Linked DNA regions of Mus musculus: all the other regions are linked to region 4. A link is a contact called in public HiChIP or PLAC-seq and promoter capture Hi-C data. All regions are on one chromosome and are shown on one strand. The core of a region is the stretch at or near the end of the contact, and the rest is flanking DNA. Distances in the headings are between cores, read along the strand shown.

Evidence for each region. Promoter capture Hi-C pulls out the DNA fragments that hold promoters and counts their contacts. HiChIP or PLAC-seq counts read pairs in DNA pulled down with a chosen protein or histone mark.
Region 1: a contact with region 4 is called in a promoter capture Hi-C map of liver, with 4 times the contacts expected there. The contact joins the promoter of Cadps2 here to the promoter of Pot1a in region 4. A contact is called at or near these places in 2 of 39 promoter capture datasets (hippocampal neurons and liver) and 1 of 115 datasets of contacts at active chromatin or transcription factors (astrocytes).
Region 2: a FOXA1 HiChIP or PLAC-seq map of pancreatic cancer cells shows a contact between it and region 4. The contact joins the enhancer-like site here to the promoter of Pot1a in region 4. A contact is called at or near these places in 3 of 39 promoter capture datasets (cranial neural crest and hippocampal neurons) and 4 of 115 datasets of contacts at active chromatin or transcription factors (embryonic stem cells, large pre-B cells and pancreatic cancer cells).
Region 3: a contact with region 4 is called in a promoter capture Hi-C map of the HPC-7 cell line. The contact joins the enhancer-like site here to the promoter of Pot1a in region 4. A contact is called at or near these places in 11 of 39 promoter capture datasets (the 3T3-L1 cell line, 3T3-L1-derived adipocytes, the HPC-7 cell line and 6 more), 5 of 115 datasets of contacts at active chromatin or transcription factors (double positive thymocytes, embryonic stem cells, large pre-B cells and 2 more) and 2 of 9 other capture datasets (adipose tissue and liver).

Annotation. Positions count from the first base shown.
Region 1 is chr6:23,837,981-23,841,231 of GRCm38.p6, forward strand. Cadps2 (Ca2+-dependent activator protein for secretion 2) reads right to left here and starts at 1,441. Exons shown (of 30, transcript NM_153163.4): 1 at 810-1,441. The coding sequence starts at 1,157.
Region 2 is chr6:24,705,782-24,709,055 of GRCm38.p6, forward strand. No RefSeq gene overlaps it. Among named protein-coding and RNA genes, the nearest start is that of Hyal6, 26 kb to the right of the region's middle. Within about 2 kb of position 1,925, at least 36 of the 459 cell types and tissues checked have an H3K27ac peak or open chromatin away from gene starts, as enhancers often do. A contact at or near this core is called in pancreatic cancer cells, where this site is marked.
Region 3 is chr6:24,644,270-24,647,473 of GRCm38.p6, forward strand. The region is part of intron 1 of Wasl (WASP like actin nucleation promoting factor); the gene reads right to left. Among named protein-coding and RNA genes, the nearest start is that of Wasl, 19 kb to the right of the region's middle. Within about 2 kb of position 1,577, at least 49 of the 459 cell types and tissues checked have an H3K27ac peak or open chromatin away from gene starts, as enhancers often do. A contact at or near this core is called in the HPC-7 cell line and adipose tissue, where this site is marked.
Region 4 is chr6:25,807,418-25,810,827 of GRCm38.p6, forward strand. Pot1a (protection of telomeres 1A) reads right to left here and starts at 1,801. Exons shown (of 18, transcript NM_133931.5): 1 at 1,758-1,801.

The DNA.
Region 1 (3,251 bases), core at 191-2,690, 2.0 Mb before region 4:
TTTACCCAATTAAGGTGATTGAAGTTGTTCCTTTTGTGTATGGTACAGAATATCAGATTTCTGGGGTCCCGTTTTAAAACAACTAAGGGAGACATTTTATCTGACAGAACTTCTGTAAATCTTTAGGGAAGGAGCCATAAGCAAAGCATTAGCTAGTCCTTCACCTGTCATTAACAGTGGACTTCATTAAGCCTGCCATGGCCTAGAATTACTCATAGCCTCTCTGGATGCATAGCTTCCTCGCTGTTTGCATGTCATGCCCTGATTGTTTAGCCACACAGAAAACTTAGCAATATAACTTTGCTTTTAATTCACCAAGAAAATGTCTAGTCCCTTGCCCTAGTGGAGATTTCTCTGTTATGGGAAAGTATCCGTGTTCCACCTGCTTCATCTAGCTACACACTCAGTCTGTCTTAAGGGCAAAGCCCAGCTCATACACCCCACAGCAGCCCAAATTAAAGTTGTTGCGAGTTGTATTCTAACCCTGTCCCAACCTAATCTGCCCAGGTTTAATTACTGCAGGACCTGCAAGGTGGGATCAGCTGATCAGTCCATGTCTTGGGGATGGTGAGGTGCAGCTGCCAGCTCCTGCCAGTTCAGGCCAGCTCTGGTTAGCTCCGGCTGGGGTTAAAGACCTAAGCACTCCAACCTGTCCCAGACACCCCTCAAAGACCTACTAAAATAGTGTCCAGCCCTTCGCAGAAGGACGGCAGCAGGTGCCCTGAACTCTCCCAGGAGAAAGCCCCCGGGGGCGGGAGGATGAGAGGGGTAAGTGGCCGCGGGAGGCTCCCAGTCCCGCCGCCACTCACCTTCTGCTGCCTCCGGGCCATGTCGGTGGGCTGCTTGGCGTTGAATGGGTACGCGATGCACCTCACCACGAAGACGTAGAGCTGCAGGCGGATGCGCCGCTCCTGCTCCTCGTCCAGCTGCAGCTCGGGCTCATTTCGCCCCTCGCTGAGTACCGAGGGGCTCGGGCTCACGGGTCTGGCCGCTCCGCCGCCGCTGCCACCACCGGAGCGTCCCGGCGCGTCCCGCCGCCCTTCCCGAGCCGCGGCCGGCGGCGCTCGCTGGGAGACGCCCGGCGCCACCAACACCTCGCGGCTCTCCTCCTCCAGCCCCTCGTCCGACTCCTCCTCGCTGGAAGACGGGTCGAGCATGGTGCTGGCTGGGACGCCTGGGCTTGGCCCGCGATCCCTGGGGCTTCTCGCCGAGCGCAGCTGTCCCCGCGGGTCCGCGGGAACCTAGGTCGGTGCGCCGCGGCCGCAGAACGAAAGGGAAAGTGGCCCGGGCTTTCCGGACACGTCGAGTTCGGCGCCCGAGTGTTTGCCGCGGCCAGGACGCGGGGCGGGCGAGCGGAGCGGCGGGAGGCGAGAGGCGGAGTTAGCGCGGGGGCGCTCGGGGCGCCCGGGGACCGCGCGCCCAGCCTCGGGCGTCCAGCCCGCGCGCGCGCCCAGCCCCGCCGCCGACCCCCGCCGCCCGCGCAGGTGAGGAACCTGTGGCGCCTCCCGAGCAACACGTGGAACGGAATGTCGAGGAGCGGACGCGGGGACGCGAAGTGCGCGTGCGCGCGCCGCCGCGCCCGCCACCGCCTGGACCGGGCGGCGGGTGTGCCGGGCGCCCCGGAGCGCGCAGTTTGCAGAGGGCGGGTGATGCCGAGCCCAGACGAGCACAGACGACCCCGGGCCACCATGCACCCAGTAGTCCTGCAGGCTTTCTGTAGGGGTGGCGGCGGGATAGGGACGGGGAACAAACACAGTCTCCAAGAGAGAGCTCCGGACAGTGCTGGGACCTGATTTGTGAAACCTGAGTGCTGAAAAGTGGGACCGGCTGCCTTCCCCTCGAAGTATTATTCTTTCTAGGAGACTTGAAAAAAGTCTCTCTCCCTTCGTTGCAGTGGGACACTCTCCAAGAAGTCCAAATTGTAATCGTCACAGCACGGGCATTAAAAGAAAAGTTGGCGCAGCGGCCGGTCCGGTCCGGGGTGGGGTGGGGTCTTTTAAACTGGTAGGTATTCCTGTTGTTTCCGGCAAACCCGCGAGCAAATTAGATTTTACGTTTGAAAAATGAAACTCTGACAAACACAGCTCAGTTGTTTCCTATGTTGAGATAGAACTGACTCAAACAAAACAGGTTGTTTTGGGTGGACAGACATTCAACAAACACCCGAGAGAAGGCCGGTGTCCAGCATTGTTAGCTTATGACAGAGGCACAAGCGAGGGCACACAACACAAAGTCGCTCTCTTTCCTGGCCTCAAGTGGGCGTCTCATAGCGGCACCTGAAGGCTGAATTATCTGCGCCGATTTTCTCGATGCTAGAACTGCCTCGCAGTTTCTTTTGCCATTCTGTAACTTCTGTCCTGAGCTCAGACAGAAGGGGAAATGCACAAAACAGGCATTCAACACATGGAACAGTGTGCGGTGGCATTCCAGCAAGGAGGATGCAGATCTCCAGGGAATTAACAGGACAAATTAAGCACCCACCAGCCCTGAGCTTCTCTGTCCCAGGGCCAAGCCGCAGTTTAAACTTTTCCAGGCCATTTGGTGGTTAGATACACAAAAACACTTTCCTTCTGCATCTACTGATGCTGTCCCTCAATGGAGAAAAAAGAGGGCATTTACTCCTAGGGAGCCTTCTCCATTAGTTAATCCTTGATTTTGGTCCCTTAGTAATAAAAAATGTTTCATGCCTACTAGCTGATGGTCAATGGTAAGGAAAAAATATATATATATGTGTGTGTGTGTGTGTGTGTGTGTGTGTGTGTGTGTGTACATATATTAAAATTGATGTATTTGAAGACTTTTTGCAAAACTCTGTGAGAGTATTTATCCAAAGTGATTATCAAAGTAACCTCCTAAGGCAGATAGGTGACATTATTAACGACACTATTTTTTTTTATATTTTATTTTTGGAGGAGGGAGATTTTCGAGACAGGGTTTCTCTGTATAGCCCTGGCTGTCCTGGAACTCACTCTGTAGACCAGGCTGGCCTTGAACCCAGAAATCTGCCTGCCCCTGCCTCCCAAGTGCTGGGGTTAAAGGCATGCGCCACAACTGCCTGGTTAGGTGGCACTATTCTGATGATTGCCCTTTGTACCAGATTTTGCTCTAAACTCTACAAGCATTACCTCCACTATTTATTTTCAGTTCTACAGTACACATATGGAACCTGAGGCTACAGCACCAGCCCCTGATGGACTCCCCATGGGCTCTCATTTCTAGGAGCAGTCTTTTCTGTTGTAATTTCTCTTGAT
Region 2 (3,274 bases), core at 675-3,174, 1.1 Mb before region 4:
ATTCTAGACCTCATCAGATTACCAAGTGGCAGAGTGCTAACTAGTAGAGCAGACTGGTAAGGCACACGCTGTGAGGACACGGAATTCTTTGCCATCTGGACCCTCAGGTACGAGAATGTGGACATCAGAAAAGGCTTGCCTTTGGGTCTTCTGGGTGGTGTAAAAGAAAGATTCTGTTTGAATTGCAGTGAGACTGACGAAATCACCAGCTTCAAGTTCTATCAGCAGCCAATTTGGAATCTCATCAGGGATGGGCCAAACCTGTACAAGCCTCTGGCGGTCTATTTCTGGGTTCCACTAAGGACAGGCATGCAGGCTTAGATAAGCAAGGATAACATGCCTGGAAGGAAGATGTGGCTCTCGGTAGGCTAATCAGAGGATACTGAAGGGCTATGACTTACCAGTACCTGTGCCTGAAGGGAAATGACTTCACAAACAAGACAACTGGAGCGTTTTATGGAACACAGCCACAGGCTGAAGGTATATAAGGAGGCTGAAGTTCCTGGCTAACCAGGTGGACACTCCAAGCATCTAAAATCCAGCCACATGGTGAGGAGCCTGTGTCAGTCCCTGAGTCTGAATTACTGTGACTACTAAGTATTTGGGATTAAACAAGCTTAAGGGGAAGAAAGCTTGCCTCACAGTTCATATGGTTTCGGGCCATAGTCACTGAGATCCACTGATTTGGGAAATGAGGTAAAAGAGAACCATAGTGGGGACACTTGATGGAGCAGAGCTGGGTTAGCTAATGGTGGATAAGGCGTGGGGGGGGGGTGGCTTGGGACAATTTATATTCCTTAAAGGAATGTCTCAGTGATCTACTTCTTCCTCTGAGCTCTACCTCCTCATTGTAGCCCATTCAGCTATGAATCCACCAATGAAATTCATGGATGATTCATTGATGTATCTAGCACTCTCACCATCTCATCACTTTGATTCTAATCTAGCTTTAAATACATGGCCTTTGGCAAGAATACTATTGCATACCATAACAGAAGCCTTTGAGGCTAAGAAGGAGAAGAGGAGGCAGAGACCCCGTCTCCTGAGTCTGCACATCATGGCCTTTGTGGTTAGGTAAAGTCAATCGTGAGAAACAGAATAAAACCAACGAACAAAAATAACATTGCATCTGCTAAAATTCAATGCCAAGGCACAGAGATGGGATTATTCTACTAGCTCCAGGATCATTGTGAAATATTTTTTTCTCAGGGGAATGCTAGGTGACAAAAGCCTTGTAGAAAATTAAAATGTCAGCTAACTGAGGTGTTTGTGTCTTCACGAAGAGAACTGTATAGAGCAGCAACCTAAGATAAGTGTGGATAAGCCGTGAGCTGCTGGGGGCAGGTTAAGGAGACAGAGAAACAAAAGGAGACTAAAATCTGACCTCTGGTTTTAACTACTCTGACTATAAGATAGCAGGCAGTCAGTCCATCGTGATATAACACAAAGGGCAGCAAAACCTTTAACAGCTTGAAGAGAAACTTCCTTAGGTGTGCTAACCCTGCACCCGAGAAATAGTGACTCACCACCATGAGCAACAGCCCTTGGACACACCCTTTCAATAAAAGGAGTAGGAGTCTCATAAACTATTTTAGCAAGAACTTCCTCAAGTACAAACTTGGCCACTCTGTGGAGTGTGTGTGTGTGTGTGTGTGTGTGTGTATACGCTCGTGCATTTACATTATAGCAACATGATATTTCTCTAAATAAAAATTCAGTTCTGGCCTTTGAATATCATTTACTTTTCATCAGTAGAATAAGAAATTTTACTGTAGTTTTAGTTCTTTGAAGTTTATCTTTAGAAAATGCTTTCATTTCAGGCTATTTATGACAATAAGTTGTCAGACGCCCTAGTCCAAACTACAAGGTAGCCAGGGCCCCAGTGCAGACATTTTAGCTAGCAGTGACATCACAATTAGGCTTATATACCTTGCTGTGAGGCTCATATAGAACCTTACATTTTTCACTAGCAGGGACACCACTCACTTGGCTCAACTAGAACATGTGCCACAGGCCTCAGTGTGACCTCACTACAGGGCTGGTCAGGGGAAAACAGAAGTTTCGAGGTTTCACAGCTGCTGACAGAGTCCCTGGAAAGGATTATTTTGGAATATTTCTATTTTGCTAAAGAAGGGAAAGAGACCAGTCGGAAATAGGAAACCAACAAGAAAACAAGACTGTCAGCATTCAAAACTGATTACTGTGGAGTTACTTTGTGTCAAGGAAAAAAACAAACAAACCACAGAGTTCCAGAAACTTCTTTAGTGAGGATTCTTTTAAAGAGCTTTTGTTGAGTGTATTTTGCTACAAATGAATATACTTACCTTAACTCTGTAATGAGCCTTGATTTGTTCTTGCCAGTTTTCACTGTGGCTGCCAACTCCATGGGACATAAGGACCATGTTTCCAGGAAACTCTCGCAGTGGCAAGGCAGGGTTATGTGGCCATCATTCTTTAGTGCTGTAAATACTTTAGAATGGAGTCAGCAGCTCCCGAGCTGTGACATCCTCCAATCTGGCGACTAGCAGGCTGTTAATTATGCCCGACTCCCTGAGTTCAGGAAAGGAAGCGTTCTTCTCCTTAGTCCAAACCAGTGGGTGCTTTACTCTCAGTCTATCATTCGCTTAAACAGTTGTGGCGTGAGCATCTATTACATATTAAATGTGTTGGTTTTTTTTTTAGAGTGCACAAAACAAAACAACCTCTCACTGGGATTAGACAGCCACAGTGCCTATTTTATGGGATTGTAGGCAATATGTAAATTGTAATTCAGAAGATTGGCATTCAATTTTCTACTTATTTAGCATTTGATGGCTAACCTACCTTGAGCTGGATAAACTCCTTAGTCTTAGCTTCCCCATCTTTAAAATGGGAACGATGATACTTATATCATAATGATCTGAAGATTGCAAGAGAATGTGGGGCAAAGTATCTCACTGAGGCAACAAGGAGTCCAACTTCTCTTTCCCAAACATACCTCTGCCTCCCCTTGGTCTTTGTAGGTTCTTGACCTCTGAGCTGAATGAAAGTGTGGGGCCATGAAGTACAGAATGCTGACCTACCAAAGTGCTGTGCAGTAGATTAAACTGAAAACGTTGCCAGTATGTGCAGCCTCCGACTGTTATCCTCCAGAAAGCAAAAACTTTCAGTCCCTTGTTTCCAAAAGAGTCAAGTGCTTGCACAGAAATAAAAAGACAAAACAAAGCCATCCTTGCAAGAATCACCTACCTTTTCTAAGCTTTCTTGTATACAAGCAGTTACATAATAGTCCTAA
Region 3 (3,204 bases), core at 327-2,826, 1.2 Mb before region 4:
CATGCTTGTTGCTCTCTACCATGTCTTCCCGCCATGGCAGGCTCTTATCCCTCTGGAAGCAAAAGACGAAATAAACCATTTCTCCTTTAAGTTGCTTCTGGTCATGTTTTATCACAGCAACAGAAAATTTGCTAATAAAATCACTAGCCCAGATCTCTGGCCAAGGCAATTCTCTGGTGAAATCTGAATGGCAGAAATGGGATTTTGTTTGGCTTTCACATGGACACAGTCCACATCACTGAGAAGTCAAAAATCTCCAGCAAGACTGTGAGCAGAAACCATGGAGGAATACTGTTTGCTTGGTCACAGGTCCATGCTAGCTTTCTTATATAGCCCAAGACCACTGGCCAGAGATGACACTATCCACGGTAGACTGGGTCCTCAGACATCAATTATAAAAGAAAAAACAAACAAACAAAAAAACAAATTCCCCTGCAGACATGTTCACAGGCCAATCCCATAATTCTAGGCTATGACATATTGACAAAACTAACTAGGATAACAACACCCTATAGTGTGGGGACTAAGTTTACCCCAGAATGAGCATCCATGACATGAACACTGTCATGTCAGGGACATCAATACTTCAGATGGGAATGATAAAGACTGGGTCTGGCTTAGGGGAATGGCAAGGCCTTCCCTGGTCCTAATATAGATGCTGACCAACTGTTGACTTTTAGCTAAAATCAAGTGTGTGATGAAACCACATTCTTGGTCCTACTGACAGCAGGATCATGCCCCCCCCCCCAGGCTATTCCCATACAGAGAACCCCTCTAAGATTATCTAACTGCTTCCTCATTCACGTAAATGTACTGAATATCTAAGAGGTTGATACATCTCTATCTAAATGCATGGCCCACCAGATCTCAGCTTCAGTTTCTTGTGTCTTTCCTCTTAATCTTCTACCACTTCCAGGAAGGTTTCTAGGACGCTGACACACAGGCTGGAACACTGTACTTTTTCTTCTGGGCAGTCCTCCTGAGACTGATCTTGTTCACTCAATGATTTGCCCAGCACTGACATCACACTGGGTTCAACAGTTCCATCTCAATATGATGCTTTGACAAGGCTATTAAGCCCTACCATGGGACTTCCCAGATACTTTTAGCTTTCTGGGCTAGCTAAGAAGGCATTCTACTAAAGTATAGTTCTCTTTTTATGGTTCCCCACAGAGGCCTTGCCAGAGTTAACAAATGATAGGTAGGGGTGGTCCTCCCTGTGTTGCTCCTGCTCAGTTCTAATGAGGAAAATGCCTCCAATCAACTTCCCCAAATTGAACTATTTTCTCTGTTGGAGGAACGTAGAACGAAAGCCGTAACTCAACAAAACAGAACAAGCCCTACCAGGAAGTTTCTACAGTACGAGTTTTTCCATGCTGCTTTGCCACCAACTCTGAGTACCTGAATGATAGAACTGAGTGCAGCCTCTGCCCCCAAACAAATGCCCACCTATCAAGACTGCTCTCCTTTCCATGGCAGAGTCTGTGTTCAGGAGTTGCATGGTGGGCTGTCCTAGTCAAAAGACAATAGTTCTTAAGTAAAAGTCCCCATAATCCACCCTCTCTCAGAGGCAATTCCTCTATGCTTATGCCCCTACTGTTGAGTAATTGCAATGTGCTGACTAAACCTCTTTTAGTAAGGAGGGAGGGAAGGAGAGAAAATGGGAGCTAGTGAGTCTTCTTTTCCAGGGGACTGGTTTCTTATAAAGGATCAGGGTTGGAGTTAAGCTAACTCTTCTTTAGTGGATAGGAAATACCAAGAAATAGACGCGACAAAAAGCTACTACATGCTCCCAAACAAACGAATTCATTTTACAAAACACCGCAGTTAGAAGCTTCTGAGGGATGAGAAATGTGTTACAGAAGCAAAATAATATACAGTATTTTTTTTAAAGGGGGAAGGGGTTGTAACTAGCCTATAAGAATCCTAAGAGGCAAGTTATCATGGTTAAAAAAAAAATCTAGGAAACACCAGAATAACAGTTTGTGTCCTACAATAAAAAAGGACATTGGGCTAAGTAAATAGTGCATAAAATGTAAAGTATCCAAGTGTTTACATATACAATGTAGTCTTATCATGTAGGTGTTAAAATCAGTTCAATGAAGTATTTGGTCTACTTAAGGAAGGATAAATAAAGGGTAACTCATGTTAAAGAAAGAAATACTTTTAGCAAAATCATTAAGGATTGAAAAATTCTACACTAATTTAAATCTTTCAACCTGAAAATTATCCAAATTATATGCAACTAAAAATTTCACTATAACTAAGAAAAATATTTGCTTATTCCATTAAATAAACCAGTTTAACTGTACAACAGGGTATTATACGTGGCTTTAAAGAAAGGAAGGAAGGAAAGATTCTTCTTAAGTAATAATGAAGGTTATGTGAACCAAACAAGATGTGAAATGAAAAGGCAAGAGTATATAACAAATGTGCAGAGGATGAAACAAAGTTCTATGCATTTGCCCTAAGCAAGCATGAAGGTGAAACTAGTTCCCAGGGCCACCTTCCTAGTCCTTTTGTGTTTAAAGAGGAGAGGAACAGCTGGGAAATGCAGACAAGTAGATAAGAAACTTGTTAATTTTTACATAGCTATTTTTGCTTTAAAATCAGGTATATGTTTGGATTTTTAAAACTTAAATGACCTGTTCAAGTCACAGCATGGTATTAGTCTTGCAAAAGATCATCTTTCTGACAAACTGCAATCTAGGAAAAATTAGCATTTGAGCCTCATGCTTTGAAATTAAAAGTAAGGATTGCTTAATACCATGCTATGTTGCCACAGAAGCTACAGTTATAAGCAAGCTTTGTCTCCCAGAGGTAAAGGCCTAACCAGAACAGGTAAAAGTAAAAGTAACTGACTTTGGATTCGAATTCTGTTTGTCATTCTGCTTTATAACTCTCTATTAGCCAAGCCCTTAAATATAGCCACAGACAGGTACCTACATATATGTACAACCATGTTTAACTTGTTGGACTTCCACATAAACGATCAAAGAGGAAGGACATAGAAAAGCAATGCTAATCTGATAGCAAATAACCACATAAGACAACCTTTAATGGCCCTGACTAAGCAGCATATTCAGGCTTATAAGGGCTTGCTTTCTTCCCTTCTTTTCTTTCTTTCAACTCAGATCAGCTCCCAGTAACTTCTTGATTCGAGCAGCAATGGGTTATGACAAGCAACGTAGGGAAGCTGACCAA
Region 4 (3,410 bases), core at 551-3,050:
AAGACAATAGCACAGCAGAAAGGCAGGTGCCTTGGGTGACTCTTTCCCCCTTATTTTTCATCAGAGCAATGGCCTAACAATAGAGGAGTTGAGTGACAAGCCTCTGAGTTTGGTGGAAACCCACTGTGGCTGGCAAAGAGAACAACAACCAACCAAACCAACCAAACCAACCAAACAAACAAACAAAACAAAAAGCATTCAACTTCTTTTTGGAACACAGAAGTAAGTCAAAATCTATACTTAGGGACAGATTGAGATAGCCCGAGACAGCTCTCTCCAATATCCAAACCTGAACTCTGGGCACAAGACTGTGTCTCCTCTCCTCTTGCCCAGCATAGTTGAGAATTTAAAACAGTTAAGTTTCCTGAACTCACTGACCCTCTATTCTAATTGTTCTGCATTTTATCTCATCATGTCTGAAACAGGCTGTCTAAATTCAAATACCATCTCTGCCATCTATTAGCTATCTGATCTCAGGAAAATTACTTAACCTTTCTGAAATACAGCACCTTTGTCTATATAGGTAAGCTATAAAGCATCAATGTCACAAGTCTTTGTGATAATTAAACAAACTAACATACACACAACACCAAAATGCCATACAACAGAAAAAAAATACTAAATTGTACTGTTCACTTAGCATTAAATGACTATTTTTTCCTAACCTTTCTATCACTAATTCAAATCTTTATCAACTCTTACATTCATTGCTGTCCTTACCTAATTGGATTTTCTCCCTTTAAGCTTTCTATATCCTATATATTCTTTGTACAGGAGGCAGAGGAGGTTCCTCTATATGTCTTTCTCCTGCTAACATCTAGTATGAAATTAACAGTTTTACAACAGCATCCAAATTCTTCAGCATACACGACTGTCAAAAAGGTTAAATACACTGTGTCACACTGAAAGTCTCAGTTTTAATTTCTTAATCTAACATATGAAACCAAAAAGCTATCTCATGTTCACATATCATACTGCTACACATTACTAATTGGAATTAATAATGGTCAGATATATTTATCTTGGACCTTAGAAACGTTTTCCATTGTATCATAAAATAATATGCTCGTTATGTGACTGCTGGAAAACTGTAAACTGATATATTCAGTCTCAGTTGTAACTGTAAAAATAAAAACCAATCTCTTACAAAGATACGAAATATAAAGTATGGGTATTCCTTCTCGGAGGAAAATGTTTTCTGAGTTAACAACCTTCTTAGCTGGATTTCCACTTAGCTTTTGTATTTAAAAAACTTCTAAGATTTTAGATGTTACAATTTCACCAACTTCACCTTGGTATCTTAAAATGTTGGACGTGGGGGCGGGAGATAAGCACGGGTTTTATTCTTTAACCCCTTTGTCAATGAAAATATTGTGTACGCACACTGTACCAAAAAGCTTCCTGATTTCAAAACTGGCATTGGTTGCCTCCTCCCTCAAACTCGTAAATATCCTAAGAGAAACTTGCAATTGATGTTAATCTGTGAACTCTAGGTTGAAACTTCTCAAACTCCTTGCCTGGGCTACTCAATAGCATCGCTGCTTAACGAATAGAGACCAACCGTCCCCAAAACACTCAGCAGCATGAGGGAGGACTTGGATCTGTTCACGTCTCTTCCCGATAGGGATCGGTCAACACTAACAGTACGTGTAACAGCATTTCTGCAAATCTGCACCAAATTTTGCAGTGAAGAGTCCTCGTTATATTTACCCAGGGTCGGCCCGCAGCGAAACCCAAACCTCCCCAAATTCACTCACCAGCAAAACCCGCGGACAACTAAAGTCTGGACCTAGGCGCCTGTGACGTCATGCACGCGCGCGGGCGCGAGCAGCTTAGTTCACGCATGCGTACTCCGCTAGAATTGCAGTGTGGCTGGCCGGGAACTCCCGGGTAAACAAGAAGAGGAAGAAGAGGGCGGAGCCACAGCAAGCTGTGTCTCAGCCACCAAGGCTGCTTGCCCCTCCGCTCCTTGGCTCACGCGGATTTCCGGTTGCCCAAAGGAGACAATCCCCAGCCTGCAGGGCGAGCCGGACCAGTTTAGGATCAGCCATTAAAGGCTAGCCACACAATCCAAAATAAGAGTCTTAAATCCTGTAGCAAGTGAGAACTCTATTCTAAACCAGGCTGGTTCCAGATTCCATTCTGTCGACTGGAAGCCCCTGACGCTAAAGCTTTTATTCTAAGTTAAACATTCAAATACGACTTTTCCAAGGCTATAAATACATGATGGTGATGATGTTATTTGTTTTATAGCACTTTGGTGACATCTGGGGTATTTTCAGGTAAACTGAAGAACCTTGCCATTATTTTCTAAAGCTTTCTTCTCTTTCCCCACTCCCCGTGTTCATAAAATATAAGTGAACCAGGAATAACAACTAAAGTGGAATTCAAGGACTGCCCATTAGAGGAGTATAATAAGGCCCAGATCCATACTGTTAGTCACTTCACACAGTTGTGAAATACTATTTATCCGCTAAGTTTAGCCACTGTATGGATTTTGGATCCTGTGCACTTTGGTTGAGAGCAGGGAACCGGAAGATTCTTCTAACTCCAGCTGAGGTCCTGGAGGCAGCAACTTTGGCAATAAGCAAGCAGGGAATCAGAGAAATTAACAAGAACCATCAACCAAACTGGTGACATACTGGTCAAGAGAACCGTTATTGCTGGTGATAGCTTCATTATAATAACGGGTTAACATTCTTCGGGAGTGGGAGGAACAAACATAAGCATACTTTGAAGCTTATTTCAAGTGGCTTGTGAACAAAGTCCCCCTTTCCCAGGAAGAACAACCCTTTTTCTGAGTGAAATGCACAATTGTTGTTTTACGAATTCCCGGTCTGTTAAATAAGCTGCTGTACTTGTGTTTTTCACAAAGCGTTGCTTTCGCTTCAGAATTAATCCCCCATCTGATCTGTGTCTGACTTCAGACAAAGCCTATACCCAGTTGGTGCCACATTCACTTCCACCACAGTCAAATCCCGTCTATCCTCCTAGTGCATGGTCATGTTCTCCTCATTACTTTCTCTCAGTATTTAAACACATTCTTCTACATTTGAAGTTTACTAGGAGCAGGGATAACGGTTCTATTTTACAGCCAAGACTGTATATAATGGCTGCTAGCTTTAGGAGCTAAATATTCATTGGATGAACAATACTCCAGGGAAAAACATGTTTCTTTTCTTACCTTTAACATCAGCCTTTCCATCCTTCCCAAACCCCCAGCTGATTACATGGAAATGTTCCTTAACTAAAACAGGAATACTCTGTGTTGCTAAGCCAAAAGGAGATACTTAGTCTCAAGAAGTTTTTTACTAAGTCCAAAAGCACTGTGGTTTTATTGTCAAAATTTGTAAACTCATCTTATTAGCCAAGGATTTTCCCAAGTTGTGTGAGTTTTCGTTCTTTATTTA